Regions from separate parts of the Zea mays genome. Here region 1 is linked to region 2. Evidence: chromatin contacts called from public Hi-C data. All regions are on one chromosome and are shown on one strand. The core of a region is the stretch at or near the end of the contact, and the rest is flanking DNA. Distances in the headings are between cores, read along the strand shown. Region 1 holds the start of LOC100193289. Region 2 holds the start of LOC100279120.

The links. Hi-C and Micro-C count contacts between places; a contact is called where the count stands out from the background.
Region 1: a contact with region 2 is called in a Hi-C map of ear, with 5 times the contacts expected there. The contact joins the promoter of LOC100193289 here to the promoter of LOC100279120 in region 2. A contact is called at or near these places in 2 of 25 Hi-C or Micro-C datasets (ear and endosperm).

Annotation. Positions count from the first base shown.
Region 1 is chr1:193,541,429-193,547,656 of Zm-B73-REFERENCE-NAM-5.0, reverse strand. It overlaps LOC100193289, which reads right to left and starts at 2,567. Exons shown (of 10, transcript NM_001138431.2): 1 at 2,045-2,567; 2 at 1-46.
Region 2 is chr1:193,152,078-193,159,216 of Zm-B73-REFERENCE-NAM-5.0, reverse strand. LOC100279120 reads left to right here and starts at 3,113. Exons shown (of 1, transcript NM_001152161.1): 1 at 3,113-3,749. The coding sequence starts at 3,120. The coding sequence ends at 3,551. LOC103642122 reads left to right here and starts at 3,782. Exons shown (of 1, transcript XM_008665438.4): 1 at 3,782-5,180. The coding sequence starts at 4,371. The coding sequence ends at 4,862.

The DNA.
Region 1 (6,228 bases), core at 1,318-3,817, 390 kb before region 2:
CTGAACTGAACCCCTCCACGATGGCTGAAGAATTTCGTGGCGGGGGCTATTTCAAAATATCTGGAGTTTGAATATTAATCACGTCCCAAAATCAAGGGGGTATGTGCAAACAGTAGTATCGACTATCGAGAGTAAAACTGTCAACCGTCCAAATTGGTTGGGTGGGATAGACAAGCTTAACAATTTTTCGCTTCCACAATTGATTACAAAACAAAATTGGAAATGAAAACAAGATATTCCATAATATGAAAAAAATAAATACAGACGGTAAGTTAAAACTCCTTTCTAAAGCAAATGACAGGGGCTCTGTTTCAATTAAGCTAGGATGGGAAGAGACAAACAACCCAAAAACAAGGGAGAGGTAGTGGCCAGCTTCTACCCTACAAGGCTAAGATTGTAGGACACTTTTGCTTGCAGTGCCCCTTTGCCCATACCGTCTGGAACCTGGTTAGCACCGCAAATAGTTGCCGGTGGGAGAAAACACCCGCGGGGTCCCAAAAGACAAGAGGCACAATTGTAATGGTATGGTCATCTGTATCATGTGTAATATTTGGAATTGGGAATAACATAACCGAAGCATCTTTGATAGTATGTCCCAAACAACGCAACAGGTAGCTCTAAACGTAAAGGAAGACATTTCTTGGTGCAAAAAGGCTTTTAATAATCCGCTGCCTGTAATTTTTGTTTTCTTGGCTTAGTGTATCTTTGTGTTCAGGGAAGGTTACTCAGCCTTTGGGAGCTTTTCATGTTTTAGTGTTGTAAAGTTAAATTTAGTAGATTATTCCAACGGACTATATAAATTCACACTTTCAATGACGAGTGAAGTAGGCTATCCAATAATAGAGAGCGAATGTATAGGGATGGAGAGTTACTAAATTTGGAGAGCCATTTACAAGTCTATTGGAGACGTTTTTCTTCTAATAATAATCAAATTTAACTTTACAAAACGATCTGGTTGAGTAACCCCCCTGAAGACAAGGATACACTAAGCCAAGAAAAACAAAAATTACAGGCAGTGAATTATTAAAAACCTTTTTGCACCAAGAAATGCCTTCCTTTATGTTTAGAGCTACCTGCTACGCTGTTTAGGACATACTATCAAAGATGCTTCGGTTATGTTATTCCCAATTCCAAATATTACATGACCATACCAATACAAATGTGCCTCTTGTCTTTTGGGATCCTATGGGTGTTTTCTCCCACCAGCAACTAATTGTGGTGCTAACCAGGTTCTAGACCGCATGGGCAAAGGGGCACTGCAAGCAAAGGTGTCCTACAGTCTTGAGGGCCCAAATACAATACTTAGCACACATACATCATGGGTTGGCCAACCGACAACGCCAAATTATCTGCGCTTAGGGTTTTATGTTGCACTAAAATCAAAGTGAAGAGCTTGTATTCGTTTTCTGCATATGTTTGCCAAATTAAGTTTGGTTTGTGCCTAGTGTAGGAGGAGCCTTGAATTGCGCCTTGTATGCCAACCAAGTGGAACACTGCTCATCAGTTGTCCATCTCTAGGTGATGGAATCTCACACTCTAGGCTGCAGATGCACATCTTACAACCGAATTCACAAAGCAACAAATTCTTCAATTTTAAGTGTGGCCAGCTAAGATTACAATATGACTTAATATGCCTTCACATCCTAATATGACGGCATATTACGAGCCTTATTAAAGAGCCTCATGAGTTTTTTGAGGCCCTTTCAGGAGGGATCTCCAGATACTTGATTTAACAGTTGCCATAAAATTTAATGTTCAAACATTACTTCTACACGTCCCTAATTTCATAAAAACGATATGAGCATACGGGAAATAGATCATCACAAAAAACAAAAAAGGAAACACATCATTTTGTTTTCATGTTTTTTATTGTGATTATGAAAATGGACGGGACAAGTGTAGCGTAGAGAACATGACGGAACGGGATTTGCCATTTCATGGCACGGTATTCCATATGCAAAAAATGTCCAAGCAATACTAATAAGCAAAGTATAGTGCCACTGTCTCTTAATCTCAAGAGTGGATCTGGCCGCTGTGTGCTCACCTTGCTTGTTGTTTCAACCTTCAAGCTCGAGCTGGGACTGGAACGGACAGAGGGGGCTGAGGGGGAGGTCCGGAGTCGGAAGTCCTGACTGTCGGGGGCTGACCGTCGCCGGTCGCCGCCGCCACCGGGCACGGCGCTGGGCGCGCAGCCGCGCAGGAGCGCAAGACCGAGGAGGCGAGTCTGCCGGGGGAGGACCGATCACCAAGGGGGGCTGGGGAGGCCGCGCCCCCGCCGTAACGCGACGCGCCTCCAGGGACCAGGGCTCTCTGCTCCCGGCTGATGCCCACGCGGGGGAGGTGTCGAGGCAGCGACCGTCGAGGCGGCGAGCTGGAGAAGCGCGGTCGAGCTCGGGTGAGGGAGGCGGCGGCGCGGCCACGTGCGGCGATCAGCGGCAGGACCGTAGAAGTTGTGCCTGTGCGCGATGCGGGGCTGCGGCGCCGGGCGCAGAGCTGGACTGCTACAAAGCGAACGACGCTGGCCGGTGGCTGGCGGCAGCCTCAGAGATGGAAGCATAAGATCGGTGGTGACGACCTAGGATTTAGGATTTACTGTTCTGTGATCTAGTGGGCCGGGCTAAGGTATGGCGCGGGTTCCGGCCCTCCATCGCTAGGTACACGCGACATGCGTACACGCGACATGCTTTCGTCTCAAATTAAAATTCGTTTTACCTTTCTACCGCATTCATACATTAATTAATAACTAGTTATGTGCTCGTGTGTTTCAACGGCACACAATCACAAAAACAAGAAGGTAGATTTTTTCAAAAATTACAAAAAGCATATGATCTTTCAACATAACATACAAAATCGAGATGGAAATCAGAAAACAATGTAAGCCTCAACTACAGAAGAAGCATCAGAGAATAAAGGACAATAATTAGTAACACTATATAAAGCAGTTAACAACACATGATTGTCAAGCAAGCGTATGAGCACAGCTAGCACTTTTCTAGTACACATTTGAGCATAGGTTCTCCTAGCTGTGGATAAAAAGGATGATGATCAACGAAAGAACAACCTTAACCAATTGAAGGATTTAGTAGAGAGAAGTAGGTCAATGTGTCGACCTAAAGTAGAACTCTATCTGCTTGAATAGCTTGACATGTTCCTCTTCTACGTTAGGTTCAGGCGCCTGAAAGTAAGGATAAGCGGTCAACGAACCTGAGCAAGTCCGCCAGAAGCTATAAAATTGAAGTTCATATAAACTTCCCTCTCGGCAAGGTGATAAATGATAAGCCAATAACCAAACACTATACTCTACCGCCAGAGGACGAGAAAGCACACACAGAAATAACTTGACACTTCAATGTTTCTATAAATTTCAGTAATCTAAAAATGCAAACACCATAGAAATAATCATGTCTTCCAAACTCAGTTTTTTTCCCTATAATACACAGGTGTCAAATCATGATTAAGAATCAAAACTATACTCATATTTAGTAAATAACACAAAATAGGTTGCTTATGAAACACTAAAATTAAAAGAAGACAATGCATATTAGTGGAATGTGATATTTAGAACTAACACGCAATAATTGATGTAACATAGGTTGCTCATTTATATACAAAATACAAGAAGTTGAGTGTTGTAACAACTATATATTCTTCACAGGCATCTTTCAGTTATTTGCTAATGTTCAAATCAACAACAATATGTTTTTTGTCAAACATGTACAAAAGAACCTAAACATAGGTGTTGCTACTTTGACAAACAATAAGGCAAACTGTGTACATATACAACAGGCATGATGTATCCAGAAACATGTGAAATGCTTAGGGCTAGAAGAAGATTACCGTGTGACTTTTTACTACACAGGGGCAGCTGGCTCAGGCGTGTTGAGCTAGCTTCTTCACTGTCGAGGCCATGTTCTCGCCCTGGTGCTCAGCAAGGGCAAGTTTGGTCTCACTGGGTTGTTTGATGCCATCGCCAACAAAGACGCCAACGCCACCAGAATATGCATTTCATTCTCAGTACCAGTTTTTGGTCCTGCGTCAAGAGGAACCAGAGGAAACTGTAGCAGCAGAGAAAAAAATTACCGATCTTTCATTGGAATTATTTCATGGTTTTACAAATTTTTGGGCTTACAAACAAAGAATATTAAACAAATAAATTTTAGACAAGCAGCCATCAAGCATGTATTTTATCAATGAAAAATCCATAGTAGCTGAAGGAAATATGTGTTGTCATCTTGACATATCTAATTAAATTGATTCTATAAACATTTTGGTATATCCAAAAGTTGAATTTCATTCTCATAGCTATGGTGAGAGGCTGAGTGCATGCAAAATAATGACACAATGGTTGTGCTTGCTAACAGAAAATATGAAAACAAATGTGAATTTCCATCCTAATCTAATTCGAAAACATATATAGGAAAGATGAGGTCAAGAAGTCTTGCGTGGAAGCAACCAGTATCTCACCATTCTTAGGAGTACATAAATTATTCTGAACCTGAAAAGCAATAAAAATAAAAAATATCAGATATCAAAGTTGTGCTAAGGTGCTAGTACATAAAAGTAAATTTGATCAACTTAAGAAAGAAGGAAAGCAAATGCTACCCCTATGAGTATAAGCGCTTCAGTGCGAGCTTCCTCCGTCCGAGGGACATGCAAATTCATTTCATCTCCATCAAAATCAACATTGTAAGGGTTTAGGGTTTATTGTAAAAGCTCTTCTTCTGACGCTTCACCTGGGACCAAAGCACAATCGAGTAACAAAACCATATCAGTTGGAATGGGGTTTTGAGTAGAGAAGGCGGCAGCAGCGCAAAGTTGCACACCTGCATGGTGGCACACTGGACGCACCGAAGGGCAATAAAGTTTAAAACCTAGGCTAACTGTTTGTGCTTGTTGGCATTAAGAAACAACAAGATTACTCTACAGGTTTTGTAGCATGATAACAAGTTCCCATCTGACTACACATAGGCCAGTGGAAACAGGGCCTCACACAGTCACACACACATGAACAATCAGCAACATTGTATCTCCTACCAGGCTACCACATACCAGGTTCCCAGATGTGACTTAGAATTGAGTTGTTACTATGAGAATTGAGTTGTTTTTATTACAATAAATAAAATCCATGTGCCACAAAAAACTCTAAATATTACCGTTTTCTACACAGACAACAATCCAAACTCAATTCATTGGTGCCCATAAGGCGCTCCTTCCTGATGACGCTAGGAAGGGGCAACACCTTAAATCTTACAAGTACATGATATGACTGAAAGTATTTGTTTAATTCAGATTTTATCCCAAAATACAAAATGGAAGGACAGATGCACATCGTTGCTAGAATGCTAAAAATATCGGTTTAAAGGATCTGTAAAAGATATTTTTTAATTTTCTCCCAGTTTGGTCTAAGTTCTGGTCATGAACACCATCTACGACATGTTTGCATGTACCAATAAAACATATCATCATTCATGATCTCAAAAACAAAGTATTGAGATCTAAGTATTTCAATTTCTCCAAGGGTATAAAATCTCCTACAGAGATCAATTGAACACAACCCAGTCCAACAATTAGCATAATAAATATAAAAAGACAGCCCACCAGAACAAATTCCTAAATGAGCTCATTGTGCAGTATGAATTTGGCAACAAAGATAGCAGATGATCTAGAGAAATATCCTACTGCATAAATGAAAGAAGATATAAATGTAAACACATTGTACAAGACAACATTATAAATTTGTGTCCCGTACAAGAAACCAAGGCAAGACCAACACAAACAACAAAACACCTGATTAATTATCCAACATCCTAAACCATGAAGATCAGTCAATCCATGTGTGTACCTCATGACTTCAAATACTACCAGTACCACGAAAAGAGTAGTCTGAATAACAACATAAAGGTGATTCATGTCCTGCTGAAGGATACTGAAAGCATCTAGGCCCCTGGTTGGTTTTAGTGATTAATGACAACGTAATGTTATATGTGACTAACATGTGTTTTGCAGAAACAAATGGTAAGTTAGGTCGCATTACAGGTAGAAGTACTACAACAGTGAAAACAATCCCGGCAATGAGAACTCGAAGTGATGGCTAAAGCGACGAAACAAAAAGTGAAGGTCTATATAGTCCGAGTGTCAAGGAGTTGCGGACACTCGTGATTTAGTTAGGTCTTTTATTTTGTTTTCGTCGTACTATAAAGAGGGGTTGTCGATGAGTAGTTTGACCAA
Region 2 (7,139 bases), core at 1,864-4,363:
TCTGCAACCGCATTCAATGCGCTACAGTGCGCGCCAGAGTCAGAACACGCGCAGTTGGCGCACCGGACAGTCTACAGGACCTGTCCGGTGCACCACCGGACAGCCCAGAGGCACCACAAGTCAGAGCTCCAACGGTCGAACCCCAACGGTCTGCTGACGTGGCTGGCGCGCCGGACAATGTCTGGTGGCGCACCGGACTGTCCGATGCGCCATGCGACAGCACACTTCCAACGACCATTTTTGGTGGTTGGGGCTATAAATACCCCAACCACCCCACACTCAATGGCATCCAAGTTTCTACACTTCTACACCTTACAAGAGCTATAGCATTCAATATAAGACACACCAAAGAGATCAAATCCTCTCCCAACTCCACACAAAGCTTTAGTGATTAGAGAGAGAGAGATTTGTTGTGTTCATTTGAGCTCTTGCGCTTGGATTGCTTCTTTTCTTTCTCATTCTTCTTGTGACAAACTCAATTGTAACCGAGGCAAGAGACACCAATTGTGTGGTGGTCCTTGCGGGGACTTTGTGTCCCGTTTGATTGAGAAGAGAAGCTCACTCGGTCTAAGTGACCGTTTGAGAGAGGGAAAGGGTTCAAAGGGACCTGGTCTTTGTGACCACCTCAACGGGGAGTAGGTTCGCAAGAACCGAACCTCGGTAAAACAAATCATCGTGTCTCGCTCTTTATTTGCTCACGATTTGTTTTGCGCTCTCTCTCTCGGACTCGTTTATATTTCTAACGCTAACCCGACTTGTAGTTGTGCTTAAGTTTATAAATTTCAGATTCGCCCTATTCACCCCCCTCTAGGCGACTTTCAATATGGTCATTTTTGTTTAATTAGAACATGGAGCGCCAATCTGAGAAAATAGTGCAACCACAACGATTATGATGGCTCTGGTATTGGCTAATTATTTAGGGAAGCTACTGTGTGAGAACCTTAACCGAAGGGGCAAGCGAGGAGTTGCTCAAGTATAGGGAGGTTCTCGGGCTGATCTGCTCTGTGGTAGCTTTTCAGACGAGGAATCCTTATACCACCTCTACCTGAAACGGTAGCGAGTTTTCTCATGTTAGTAGAATTTGTAAATGTCTTGTAGCGTCCCTATGCGATCATACCTTGAAAGTGTGGTATTGTGCCTAATCAACACAACATGGTTGGGTGCAAAGTTCTTTGAACTTTTACGCGACTTGTGGGTTCTTTACGTGCAACCTCTGCAGAGCATAAAACTGATATATCAATCGTGCTCACGATCACGAGGGACTCAAGCCTCTCACATGATTAAATTATAGAATTAAATTAAATTGGACATGCATTTTATTGTTGGTATTGCATTTGGTGTTCATTTATTTAATTGGATTGGTATAAACTTATATTTAGAGCATCTCCAACAATGCCTCAAATTGGTGACTTAACTTAAAATATGGGGCTCTACACATAAAAACTACTCCAAGAGTGCTTCATTTCATAAAATTTGGTCAAAAAGTTATAGGGCGTCCTCTCAAGTACATCAAATATACTACACCGTAGTGTGCTGCCCTATAACCTATATTTGATGCTTTACTGTTGGAGCGGGATATTTGTTGGTGCTCTAAATTCTATAAAATACACTCAGTTTTAAATTATAGGGCATTTTATATGACACGTTGTTGGAGATGCTCTTAGTAATTGCTAATAAAATTTTAGCCACCAAAATTAAAAGCTAAATACTCACCCTCAGCTATATCATTGATAAGCCTTACACTATGTTTTTTTCTTACATACTTGTTCATACGAGTAGTTATATACACCTATGCATATATCGCATTGTTTTTCGTATTAAATTAAAATCGAAAATGACTAAATTTCTAACCACCACTGCGACGACGGAAGGCGATGGTCTGAAAGGGTTACTAAACGACACCGTCTTTGCGCAAACTGACGCAGCCATATGGCACCGTTTTGGAGTTTGCAGAACCAGAATGCCGGTCTCTGTGAGACTGTGACCCGAGCAGGTTTGTCAACCGATCTGAAGGGACTGGTCACGCGGCCTACTCCATCGACGCCATGTTTGCCACGTCGGTGCTCATGCGGTCCCACCGGCCACCTGGACCTGGGGAGCGGCGGCCACTGTTCGTCACTGTCCCTGATGGAGAAGACGGCATGGAAAAGGCTTGCTAACCGATCCAGATTCGATCGTGTTGCAGGCCATGCCAGTGCCAGTGCCAGTGCCATCGGGAGTGCGCTGGCAGTGGTCCTCTCGGGTATGTTTGTGACTCTGTTTTTTGCCAGCTCGACCCATTTAACTCGTCTAGGCTGGACTTAGCATGTCCCGACTACTATAACTAATTTTATTTGCGCACTTATATCATATGAGTCTGGCTCTTGTCACTCAGTATCTAACCGGGCTAGAAGACTAAAACTATCTAAACGCGGAATCCTTGCGCCATGAATAGTCAGGCTCCCAAGAAACGGACCTTGATCTCGTTTCTATGGAGACAGGTTGAGAGACTAAACTTGCACGCAGACAGCCAGGCTCCCGAGTAAGCCAGACGACGCAAACACGGGAGCTGCAGCCCGGGAGCGCAGCCAGGCTGCTGGGCCATGAGGACAAACACACCCCTAGTCGCTGCCCGCTCTATGAGTTGCAGGATTACGAATGAAATCCTGTTTCCTGACAGCGCTTCCAATATAAGCAAAGTGTCATCCTGGCGAACGAGACCAACACTTGTGTACGTCCAACTAGGGCTTCAAATTAAGAACAAGATATATTTAAGAGATGAAAAAAAATAGAAGTGGGTCAGGGAGAAATGATATTCGGTGGTGGTGGTGGTGGTGTGGGCCCTGAGCACCCCCGCTGTGCATCTGTCGATAGCAGGACGGACGTGCATCTCAGGGCCCATCCCGCACCCGCCCGGCCCAAACCGTCGTGCGGTGCGCGGTCCACTACCCAACGACGCGGAAACCCCCCTCAAAAGTCAAAAACTACCCAGCCCGCACTGCAGTACTGCACGCGCGCAAGCAAAAGAGCCACACCGCCAACGCTCGTCCGCCCACCCACCCACCGTATTACCTCGATACGTTACGAGGTGGCGCCAAAAACGACTGCGGACTGCAGTACGGCGCGGCGTCTCGTGATTGATGGGTGTAACGTACCAGCGGCTGCTCTCGCAGGGGAGCCAGAGCCAGCGTCCGCGGGGCGGCGGCGTGCGGGCGCGGGCGTGGGTGCTGCTGCGGTGGGCGGCCGTGCGGCTGAGCTGCGCGGCGAGGCGGCGGTACTGGTGCGGCGGCGCAGGCCGCGCGCGGAAGCTGGCGTGGGCGGGGCTCTGCGGAAGAGGCGGCACGGCGGCGGAAAGGAAGGGCGGCAGCGGCAGGAGGAGTGCCACGGCGGGCGGCGGGGCCGGGGCCGGAGCCGGAGCCGGGGTGCTGGGGTACGACTCCGCCAGCTACGCGCGCAACTTCGATGACGGTGCGTGGAAGGCCGAGGAGGGCGTGTCCTGGGCCGGCCCCGGCGGCGCGTTCTTCCCCGGCGCCAACATCGGCGGCGCGGCCGTGGACACCGCCCGCCTGTGATGCCGTTCCCAGCTCCGTCCGTCCGCTAGGTAACTGGTAACTGTTGCTGCGCTGGAAATGGATGGATCGTGGTCGTGGATGCGTCACTCGGGATTTGCTTTCTTTTCTTTTTTTTTCTTGTTCATCTGGATTGTTGGCATTTACTTTCTTCGGTCGACAATGAAAGTATTCAGGCCGTGCTTGTTCGGGTGCAAAAAACAAAAAAACCTTGCTGCCATGCGAATGGAAACTGCCTTGAGTATCTCCGCACCTAGATGTATATACAGTATACGGTATACATATGTACGTATTTATGTGTATACGGCTAGCAAGCTGTCCAAAACACAACGCACAATAATCCAGATCAGACTGGAGAAGAGTGGATGGGGCGATGGGCACATCACATGGACCGCGCGCGTGGGCGGCACGTCTGGCTGAGCACGCACCGGCACGGGACAAACAACGGCCCGCCGGCCCCTCTCCTCGGTATTCCGCGTCAGGCGCCGACACGCCGTGCCGCCCCGCTTGCAGACATCATGGCAAGCAATGCGACATGCGAGACTGGAGCTCGCTTGTTCGTCTTGCCATCGTCTCTTTTCTTTGGGTTTTCTACCCGCTACGCGTGTATTGGTCTTGGTCGGAATCGGAATACAGCTGCTCCAGCTCTTCTTCAGTCCCCCAAGCAGTGATGAGCTGAGGAGCCAGGAGTTTGTCAGTTTCGCGCCTACCAACCGGTCCAGCCTCCGCGTCCAAGATCTCTCCCCCTCTCCCATCCACTAGTGTCTCCCACAGCCCGTTCGATCCCCCGGCCGGGTCGGTGGTCGCCAAAGTCGAGGAGCAATGGCGACCGACGCGATCCTGGAGACGATCAAGCCGCGGGGGAGCGAGGAGCAGCTGCCGGTGACCACGGCAGGGACCGGGATCGAGCTGCGGCGGCGCATCTCCTCCTTCTCGGCGCGCGTGAGGCCGTCGTCCTCCGTGGCGGCGTTCCGGCGCGCGCGGTCGATGCCCTCCGTCAAGGCGCTGGCGGCGGCGGGCGCGCTGCGGCGGTGGTGGGAGTGGGGGCTCGGGTGGGTCACGGCACCGTTCGCGACCCGCGCGCTGGAGCTCGGCGGCGGCGACGACGACGACGACGACGACGACGAGGCGCGGCCGCTAGGCCTGGGCGGGTGCCGGTGCGCCGGCGGGTGGCGGCACACCCTCTTCAGGCTCCGCGCCGGGGCGCGCCGCCTGCTGGGGCGCGACGGCCGCCCGCTCAAGGCCCCCGCGCCGCAGGACTTCGGGTACGACTCCGTCAGCTACAAGCAGAACTTCGACGACGGCGAGGCGTGACGCCGAGCCGGCATCGATCGAGGAGGTGGGGGCCATGGCGCTGTCGCTTCGCTTGCCGCCCGTACGTGATCCAGCTCCCGCAATAAAGCTACTGACGATTTTGATTTTGTGGTGATGTATATGGCATCTATCTATCTATGTAAGTATGGCGATTGTGTGCATGATATGACATCGGTCGGTCTCGGAAGGAAGATGATCGATCGATCGTTGCCGCGAGTTGGAGACCCGGACCATGAATGGTCGGTCCGTGAACGGGCATGTAACTTGTGTTCTTCTTTCGTTGTTTCGGGTCATCGTCATTGTCGCCGCTTTGCGTCAGTCTTGCTCCTGGAATGAACACGCCGTGGATCCCTTCGGGTCCTGGACGGACAGGCAAATGTATTTGATTTCTGAAGCACGGACGCAGACGAGAAAACCAGAACAGAGCAGAGCAGAGCAGAGCAGAGAGGATTCTTCTTCCTCCTCTCATCCGTCCTCCCGTTCAGGTTCAGCCGTTCAGGTCTGCTTCGGCTTCAGCGTCCCTTTCTCTGCAGCGCCGGGAGCGCGACATGGCAGCTACAGGGCTACAGCTACCACTGCCCCCGCCTCGGTCCGGCACTCCGGCCGGATCGATCCTGCCCCGTGGGCCGTGGGCCGAGAAACTAGAGACTAGAGAGAGCAACCGGACGCCCGACCGAGTGCAAGGTGGCAGTGTGGCACTCGATGCGACCTGGCTGATGTGGGCCACGCATGTGGAGTGGAGGGGCTCGAGCTGAGGACACGGGCCACAATTGACAATCCAATCCAGTATAGGCCGTTTTTCTTCCGCGTTGACGACCATCGCCGACGCCCAGTTGTGGGCCGACTACTGTAGTTCATCTCAGGAAAACAAACTATTTTTTCTCCGAGTAAAGGTTAGTTTAAAAACTTAAATCCATCCGATATTCTCGAGGATTGAGGAGAAAGTTGAACTAATTTTTTCTCAATCTCCAAAAAATCTCAGAGGGCGTTTAAGGCTATCCGCACTCGCGGAACCCTAAATTTCTACTCTAAAAGGAATATTTCATCCTGATCAGCGAGATTCTCTACTCTATCCTATAATACTCCGCGTTCATATTGACCTTAAATATCTACCCTATACCAACTACCCCATATTCTATCATTTTTTCCCACACTTTTTTATTATTTATTTTTACCTCTCTCCTTTGCGCAGACGCCTACTGCTGCTGCCGTATAGCGTGGAAGCCTGCTGCTGCAGTAGGAGAGAAGGAACTCCAGATTTGGCGTTTCAGTTGTCCTACTCGAAGATAGCGTAACATATCGAGTTGCCGCTGCAGCCCATTTCGCAACTGGAACCGTATAGCGTATGCCTTGGCGTTCTCGACTGCGGCTAGCCTAAGTTTTCAAACTACCCTAAAAATATAAGTGCTAGTGAGAAATGCACCTAGACAGTTTAGTAAGAATATTTCTTATAGATTCTAGCAAATCATGGTTAAATAACATATATGTAATTTATCAAAATCGCAATAGAGGAAGAGTCGGAGGAGAAAATATATATCGATTTAAACTACAAGATCTTGCCACAAAGGTTCAAAAGAGAGATTTATTTGTTACCATAAGGTCAACTTGAAAAAGGTGAGGCCCTTCACCATAAAATAACACAATGACATAGAGAAAAGTACAGACACTCTCAACCACAACTCTTTCTCTCAATACAAGACTCTAAGTAAAGATTCATGCATCCGATAGGTACAAGCTTTTCAGGATAATGTTTTGCCTTGATGCAAGATTGCCAATGATGTCACCTGCTGCCTAACACCATCCGGGTTTTGAGACCCAAACCCAACAAAGCCGTATATCGATGATTTTGGGTTCCAAACCACAAAACCTAGTTGGAGAAGCGTATTCGCTACTACTCCATGATCTCGACATGTGTCACAATCCTCAAACCATTCTCAATTATCTAATCACCAAGTCCTCATGCACTATTCGACATGATCAAGCACCATCTTGATTTGGTCAACACGGTCTATGTCATCTTCTCATATACACTTGTTCGTCGATGTTGCCAAGTGTTATTCATCCATAACCCTCACGAGTACCTTAGTACAAGCCTCCCCAACTATCATTCACCAACCCTGGTTCACTGGCATAAACTCGTTTGATCTTATCCAATATAGTCAATCGGCTCAACCCCTGCACCCATCATTAAGTCAAAATATATATTGCATAACACCATACTCACACCATGGTTAGTCTCAGCAATGAACCCAAACTTAATAATCACCTTGACAATCA